Linked DNA regions of Sus scrofa: region 1 is linked to region 2. A link is a contact called in public promoter capture Hi-C data. All regions are on one chromosome and are shown on one strand. The core of a region is the stretch at or near the end of the contact, and the rest is flanking DNA. Distances in the headings are between cores, read along the strand shown.

What was found. Promoter capture Hi-C pulls out the DNA fragments that hold promoters and counts their contacts.
Region 1: a promoter capture Hi-C map of liver shows a contact between it and region 2, with 12 times the contacts expected there. The contact joins the enhancer-like site here to the promoter of C8H4orf19 in region 2. A contact is called at or near these places in 2 of 5 promoter capture datasets (fetal liver and liver), 20 of 47 Hi-C or Micro-C datasets (alveolar macrophages, blood, brain and 10 more) and 1 of 2 datasets of contacts at active chromatin or transcription factors (skeletal muscle).

The regions. Positions count from the first base shown.
Region 1 is chr8:29,088,893-29,093,261 of Sscrofa11.1, forward strand. All of the region lies in intron 2 of C8H4orf19, which reads left to right. Among named protein-coding and RNA genes, the nearest start is that of C8H4orf19, 78 kb to the left of the region's middle. Within about 2 kb of position 2,844, at least 7 of the 83 cell types and tissues checked have an H3K27ac peak or open chromatin away from gene starts, as enhancers often do. A contact at or near this core is called in fetal liver and liver, where this site is marked.
Region 2 is chr8:29,011,587-29,015,999 of Sscrofa11.1, forward strand. It overlaps C8H4orf19, which reads left to right and starts at 1,298. Exons shown (of 4, transcript XM_021101097.1): 1 at 1,298-1,552.

The DNA of each region.
Region 1 (4,369 bases), core at 1,594-4,093, 79 kb after region 2:
CCGTGGGGGCGGGGGGGGGGGGGGGGCGCGGCGCCCTGTGAGGACGCCCTGGCCAGAGGGAAGGGACATTGAAATGAACTGGCCGAGAGGCATCAGATCTAACCCAGGGGAGGAACTGCACATGTCCACTCTCTCCAGGCTCCTTCCTCTCTCAGCCTCTTCCACAGAATTCTCATCCAGACGTGTAGATCCTGTTTGTGTGAAAAGAAGCATCTATGGGATTGCACGAGTCTTTTGACCAGACCTCAGAATAAATCCCATGCCCCGCCAGATTTGGAGGAGCCCCTGTCATAATGTGGTGCCGTGGCCACCAGAACTTAAAGGTGACAGTAATTGTCTGAATGTTTACCATGTCACCTCCTCCCTATTTATTTTTTTGGATGGCATGGCAAAGCACCTACAACTTGTGCCCTAACTCTCAAGTGTTTGAGCCCTTTTCTGTTCCAAGACTGTCCGTTGAAATTAAATAACCACTGCATACTGCCATCTGGTGGCAAATGGATGAAACCACACCTATTATGACATTCTATCAGAGCCCAAATCCAGAGGAGCAAGTTCCCTTTTGCAAAAACTACTACATCACAAGCTGCTTCTTATTATGTAACCAGTGGGCTTAGAAAACAACAGAACATACTAAAAGGAATTCTATTAACATAAAAGGAACTATTATATACATAAATATTAATATAATTAACGTATAGCAGGAAATAGTAATAATACTGAAAGCAATAACAACAGTATTAATAATAGCTAGACTGCACCACTTTCTAACTTTTATGTCCATTTACTTATCTATAAGATACTGGCTCCCAACTTTTGTACGCTGTTGGTAGGAGTATAAATTGGTGCAGCCTCTATGGCAAACAGTATGGAAGATCCCTAAAAAAACTAAAAATAGAGCTATCATATGATCCAGCAGTTCTACTCCTGGGTATATATCCAAAAAAACAAAAACACTAATTCAAAAAAACACATGCACCCCGATATTCATAGTAGCACTATTTGCAATAGCCAGGACATGGAAAAAACCTAACTGTCCATCAGCAGATGAATGGATAAAGAAAGTGTGATATAGATAATAGAATATTATTCAGCCGTAAGAAGAATGGAATTCTACCATTTACAACAACATGAATGGACCTAGAGAGGATGATGCTGAGTGAAACTAGTCAGATGAAGACAAATACTATGTGATCAATTATATGTGGAATCTAAAAAATGAACAAATGAATATAACAAAACAGAAACAGACTTAGATATAAAGAACAACCTAGTGGTTACCAATGGAGAGGGGAAGGGAGAAGGGGCCAGAGGGTGGTAGGGGATTAAAACTACTATGTGTAAGATAGATAACCGGGAGTTCCCGTCATGGTGCAGTGGTTAACGAATCCAACTAGGAACCATGAGGTTGCAGGTTCGATCCCTGGCCTTGCTCAATGGGTTAAGGATCCGGTGTTGCCATGAGCTGTGGTGTAGGTTGCAGACGCAGCTCAGATCCTGCATTACTGTGGCTCTGGCCTAGGCTGGCGGCTACAGCTCCGATTAGACCCCTAGCCTGGGAACCTCCATATGCTGAGGGAGCAGCCCAAGAAATGGCAAAAAGACATAAAAAAAAGATAGATAACCAACAAGGATATATTGTATAGCACAGGGAAATATAATCATTAGTTTGTGATAACTTTAAATGGAATATAATCTATAAAATATTGAATCACTTTGCTGTACACCTGAAACTAACATAATATTATAAATTAACTATACTTCAATTTAAAAATGTGTATATATTATATATAAAATACCAGTCTTAGAGGGTTATTGTAAAGTTGAATGAATACATGAAATTTCTTAAAACAGTATTTAAATGCATATTTAACACTCAAAGGCTAACTACTTATAAATCATTAATGAGTACTGGCAGGACGCCAGACATAGTAAATGCCATACATATTTTTATCTAATTTAATTTTCAAAACAATCCTGATAAGCAGGAACTATTATCATTCTCATTTTGCAGATTAGACAGCTAAAGGTGACAGGCTAAGATTTGCTTGGAGGTCACTGAGCTAATAAATTGGAACCTGCAACTCTGACCCTAAATTACTCATGGAACCGCTGTGCTGAATTACTGATGCGCTGTGATCAGGCGTCTCAAATGTGTATAAAAATTCCGTTCCTGCCCACACACATACCCCAGCCTCGCCTCTCCTGCCCCACCCCCGCCACACTCCTCTGTCCACCCCCCCACAAGCACAGACACCAGCCCCGCCTCCCAAACTCACTCCCTTGCCCCACCCACCCCGACACACACCAGCCCCGCCTCTCCTGCCCCCCCCCACTCCAGCCCTGCCTCCCACACACACTCCCCCTGCCCAGTCCAGTGGAGAAGAGAGTCCAGCAGGCGCACCTCCCTGACCCTCAGAGTCCCCTTGACCTGAGTCCCCCGTCCTCTCAGGGACGTTGCTGTGACACACACCCCCTCCCCATCTCAAGGCTTCAGGGCCCTGGTCGGCTGTACCCTCTGGCAAAGCAGCCAAGGAGACCTCTTCTAAAGAGCTGCAGACCTGAGGGAACAAGATGAGACCCTGGGGCCTGAAGAAAGGAAACAGAAGGAGAAGCGCCGTGCGTCCATCAGGCTCTTGGGTTGGGCTGAGTGTGGACTGGGGACCCAAACACAGCCCATCAGTTTGGGGATGGGGAGGTTCACAAACCACTGAGCCGGGCTCCCCGCCTGCAAAAGGGCCGTATTGGCACCTCTCCGTTTTCAGTGATAACAGTGTGTGAGCCAGGTGAGATAAAGGCTCGTGAGGGGAGTAACCTTCCTGGCTGACCCACCATTGCGATAGATTTAGAAGAAAGCTTTGATGTCATGGACTCATTGGGCAGATAAAGAAACTGAGGGATCAAGAGATTGCACAACTTTACCACATCCGCGCATTGCTGGAAGGCGGACCGGTCACCTGACGTGGACTTTGCCTGGCTGAGTTCACCCACACACCAGGCACCGCCTGATGATTTTAGTTTGGGGCACAAAACCCCTCCTGATAATTGGGACTGTCATTTTGACACTTGTTTTTCCCAAAGTTCCGCAAAACCCAACTTCTGGTTTTAAAAGCTCTGTGGTCAAATAATTTGGGGAAATAACTGCATTCAACAAGGTGAAATCCTTCTTTTTCATAACTACGAATGGGTTCATCTCTTACCCCTGCTGTTCCCAAACCTGTTTGATCAGAGAACCCTTTGGCAGGTGGGCGGGGTGGTGGACATTTGAACACACGTGCGCATAAATGTCCCATCAAACCCAGTTCTAGGTGATGCTGGTATATGGCAGTACATTGACTATTGAGAACGCATCAAATGCACTGATGGTGCTCCTAATAAAAGTCTTCTTATATGCAGTTCCCGTCGTGGTGCATGGTTCCGACTAGGAACCATGAGGTTGCGGGTTCCATTCCTGGCCTTGCTCAGTGGGTTAAGGATCCGGCGTTGCCGTGAGCTGTGGTGTAGGTTGCAGATGCAGCTCGGATTCTGCATTGCTGTGGCTCTGGCGTAGGCCGGCGGCTACAGCTCCGATTGGACCCCTAGCCTGGGAACCTCCATGTGCTGCGGGTGTGGCCCTAGAAAAGAAAAAAAAAATTTTTCTTATAGTCTGTCAGGTTCTCCAAAATTCCGAAAGTTTAGCCTCTTCAGGAGAAAAGGGAACATCCTAGAAAATTCTGTCCCAGAGAGTTTTCAAAGCCTGCCCAGAACAGAGGAAATGGTTCTGCTGAGGAAATAGATTGGGTCGTCAAGATTATCTCCTTGGAGCTCCCGTTGTGACTCAACAGGTTAAGAACTCAGCACAGTGTCCGTGAGGGTGCAGATTCGATCTTTGGCCTTGCTCAGCGGCTTAAGGATCTGGCATTGCTGTGCACTACAGTGTAGGATACAGATGCGCCTTGGATCTGGTGTGGCTGTGGTGTAGGCTGGCAGCTGCAGTTCCAGTTCCACTCCTGGCCTGGGAACTTCCATATGCCATAGGTGTGGCAGGAAAAAGAAAAAATATATATATTTTCTTGTCCTTTTTCCACTGGAGATTCAATACTGCCTATAAAGTTGGGCAGGCAGTCTTTACTTCCTTTGCAAACCACCTGGTGGACTCTTCAGCGCCTGCTAGTTATTTTTATCCACACCACTTGAGTCCCAGAGGTCAAGACCCAGAAGTGACTCACTCGGTATTTTTCAACTTCACCTCCTGGCCAGGTTCACGTGAAATCCCGGACTGTTTTCCAAACATTGAGAAGTTGGTTTTTCCAAATGGAGTGGAAATTTAAGTGTTTTAATTTTATCGTGTCTCTCTTTAAGCACCCCCAACTTCCATCAACTCAAACCA
Region 2 (4,413 bases), core at 48-2,547:
TACCAGTAACACCACCACCTCTGACTTTACAGAATCCCAACCTTTAACAAATGAGTGGAATTTAGCCAGCTGCTTGAGCAGACTCAGGATGGTGGTTCTCAAACTGGAATGTACATCATTTGTTTAAATACAAGTTACTTCACCCTCCCTGGCTCCACCAGCTCTGAATCCAAATGTCTGGGGTGGAGCCCAAGAATCTGCATTTTTGCTAAATTCCTCCAAATAATGCTGATTCTGCTAGTCTGGGAACTATACTTTAAAACCCAAGATAAATACCAGTCTTTTTGGTTAGAATAATCTAACCGATAAATGTAATCAGTATCCTGTGGACATTACTTAAGCGTGGGCTAGAAGTTAGGACGGTCCTTTACTGGGATAAAGAGTTTTTATCAGAAAGTGATGTAAAAGAGCATTTAATGTCCCTCATAAATCTATCATTTTTAAAGCATGCTGCTACTACACAAGTGGGAAGAATCTCAAAACATGAGTTTCCCCCCATAAAGCGTGGGAAATGTCGTCGTGTAAATGGCGCTAGAATCACTAGAGTGGACACATTAAGAGCTGAGGGCAGTGTGTTCATCTTTAAATAGTATTCTGTCTGTTGCTTCTCCAGCATTCTGTTTTATCCTGACTCTCCCCGAATGAATGAAGGGGAAAGAGAGAAGACGACGAGCTAGGTGGCGCCGTTGCTTAACACATTCTCCTGTCAAGACCAACACCGACGCACTTTGGAGCACAGGTGAATAAACTTTCCAACCCTTAAATACTATTTTAAAGTAAAGCAACCAAGCTTAGATGCACGGATTGCAGCAAGCACGGCCGTGGAGCTCAGGACGGTGGACGGAGTGTGACAGCCAAAGTTCCAACACCCCAGGCACAGAAAGGGAAGGTGGGGGCAGGAAAGCACATCATTGAACTCCCACTGCGGTCCTGAGGGTGCAGATGAGTGTGTGCAACTTCCCTGGGAATTCTCGCCCCAGTAGCGTCTGCGCTCTTTCCCATCTATCCCATAAAAAGCAGGCGAACTGCACACACCAGGTGTAAGCGGCTATGGCCAGAACCGGGAAGGAAACAAACCCCAAGTTCACGGGGGACGAGGGGAGGTCTCTTCGCCAGGGAGTGCATTTACGTACCTCCCTGACTCACGCCGAATCTGAGGAAGCTCCCCTCTCCCAGCAGCACGGCGGAAAAGCCGGCACCAAAGTTTCGCGGCGCCGGCTGCCTGGCAGCCTGAGTATCGGGGATCAGAGGCCGAACTCCGGGATTTTCTTCTCCGGTGCGTCCTGCAGCCCAGTCCGGGCTCGGGAAGTCTGCTGTCGCGCTCCCGGGGCCTCTGCGCGAAGCGGGGCGCGCAGGTGAGGGGTTGCGCCGGCCGGAGGGGCTCGCCCGCCGGCCAGACCACGTGACTCATCGGTCCAATGACAGCGCCGGGGCGGCCGCAGCGAGCTCGGCGGGTCCAGGCGCTGCTGAGCCGCTGGCGTTTCCCCGCGCGGCCGCCCGAAGCCGGCGAAGTCATGGGCGCCGCGACACCGCCGCTGCTGCCCGGCCCCAGGTAGGGACCTTCTCCCGCCCCGCGCTCCCGGCCCCGCCGCGGGCAACACGGGGGCTCGACTCCCGCGGAACTTGGCTTTGTGGCATGATTTCTCCCACTTCTCTCGCGGGGCATTTTTATTTATTTCCTTTTGCCGGGGGAGAAAAAAAAAGAGGGCGGGTGAGGCAGTTCTCGGTTTGGTTGCTTCGGGAAAGTCAGGTCGTTCAACAAAGGCGCGGAAAGAGAAGCAAACTCCAGAATGGGGTGGATGGGGGGACTTTTACAAACTTCCCCCAACTAAAGACAAAGACAGTTTGCAAAGCTTGGCATCTGATTGGTATATGAAACACTTCTGTCTTTAAATCTCTAATTAATGAACTTTCAACGGTGCCTGAGAACTTGAATTGGAAAAACTGCGAAAGATTTTCCTCTTATTTCTGAGCCCTCCTCTTCCCCTATTTTTAAACATCTGAGTGTTTTTAAGTAAAACTGAAATGGAAGGTGACCGCCGCTGTTTCTTTGAAATGTCCTTGGGTCCCAGGATTTGCCCCTTTGGGGTGTTGGCGCCCTGGGTGGTGGAGAGGAGAGGGTGCAGCCCTAGGAAGCCGCATGGATTGAAGGAGGGGTCCAGGTGCAAACGGTTAAATGTTCACAAAATGTTTGCAGAATGTTTGATAATTAGGCAAGCATCTCCCAGGTCGATTACTTGGGTCTCATTGACCTTGGCAGTCCGGATGAGGTGAGATTTTTCACAAGCCACCACTGAGCAGTTTTTCTAGTGATACAAGACAGAAATCAATGTTTGGGTTTTTTTTTTTCTTCCTCCAGCACTGTGATTAACCTTAAAAACAAAACAAAAACTCCTATTAGCAATTTAGTACATTATATTTTCCATTGCAGTATAGATGTTTGCCCAGTGAATTTAGAAGTCGGTGTTCCATGAGGTGGTTCAAATCATTAAAGAATAGAGTGGTTATTTTCTCACTTCTCACCCTAGCTTATGCATGTTCCTGGGTAGTTGTAAACAAGCTATTTAAGAAACATCTGAGAGTTGAATGAGAAAGAAATGGAAAGTGGGTTGCTGCTTTTAAAGACAATAGATTCTGGATTTGCCACTTATTCCCACATTTAATCCCCCAGTTAACACTATTTTAAGGAGCCAGATGTTAAACCCATATCTATAGAACAGTTCAGTTGTGAAGCCTATCACTGAAACAATAACACAGCTCTGAGTTCTGGAGTTGTTTGTGTTTCTCTAAAGTGTGAAGAGTCAGTTGTAGGAAGCTCCCTTGATCGCAGAGGTAAAATGAAGCAGACACTGATAGAAGTAGGGTTTCAGTCTTTATCTCTTTTGCTAGTTCTGTGTCCATCCCAAACCAGTTCTTTGATTCAGCAAGTATGTGATAAGCACCTACCTCATGGCATCTGGCCCCAGGGCCTGGCCCTCAAAGGTTTTCAAGATTTAGATATATAATGACATCCGAAGATCAAGGTGGCCCATCTTAGCTATGTTCTAAGAGGTTTTGCATGTTTGGAACTCAAAGCAGAGCAATAACTTGCATGTCAACTAAATACGTTCATTAACCTAGAAATGGGACGATCCCCCTGACTTCCTACCTAGTCCCAGTCTGAGCCTGAAAACAACCATGCCAAGTGCTGGCCACAATCTAGTGTCAGCCCAAGGGCAGAGCAGTACTGCCCTGTTTGCTCCAGGAACTGCCCTGCCCTTGGTGCCCAAAGAGCCCATTGACTGTGCTTCCAGGAATGAACTCCAGTTTCCAAGAAATTGAATACCAACCTCTCAGTAGTAGCTGGGTTTCCTCCACCTGAACTGTTCATTTCAAATTCCTCTAGTTCCACAGTTTTTTCAATAACTCAGAATCTTGATTCTCTTTGGCTCTTGGTAAGACAGTATCTAGCTCCTGCATTTCTATTTCTTCTTCTTCTTCAGGACATTAGATTGATTATTGGGTGCAGGTAGAATTACTGCACCCAATAATCAATCTAATGGTTATTTAGAAAAGAGTTGATAGGCTCATGCTAGGAGAAGGCAGACCTGAGCCTTCATCTGTCTGCTGGTCAGACTGATTACCTCATTATATGCTTTTTAAAAATAATGCTAAGAATAATAAGAAAATGAGGGAGTTCCCATTGTGGCTCAGCAGAAACGAATCTGACTAGTATCCATGAAGACACAGGTTCGATCCCTACCTCACCTAATGGGTTAAGGATCAGGCCTTGCCATGAGCTGTGGTTTAGGTCCCAGGTGCAGCTCGGATCCCACCTTGCTGTGGCTGTGGTGTAGGCTGGGAGCTGCAACTCCGATTCAACCCCTAGCCTGGGAACCTCCATATGCCATGGGTGCGGCCCTAAAAAAAATAAAAGAAATGAAAATGAAATCTTTTGTCTACTCACACCCCTGTCACCTTAGTATATCATGGTCCCATAGCAATTGCAATGTTCAAAAGGACCATATATCATCAAAATGACCCTATCCTAAAATGTGGTTATAATACACCCATCAGGGGAATGTGTATCCTCAAGCAGAGATTTAAAAGAACTCAAAATACTCAATGTCATTTAGAAAATGCTATCCTGAGCTGCAGTGAGTACTGTTAACCTAAAGCAAAAGGACTACCATGTCTCTGATTACCACAGGCAGTGACCTCTGTCCTAGTCCATGTTCAAGTGCCTCTGAAACTAAATGGAACCCTAAATTAAATGGCCTCAGAGACAGCATGTTTGTAGACACCTGGCCAGGTGCTAGGGACGTAGTCCTTGCCTTCAAGGGTCTTATAGTCTTCAGAGAAACCATTGGAGGATTTTAAGCAGAGCAGATCTGTATTCTAGAAAGTTCATTCCAGGTGCAGTAAGAAGAATAA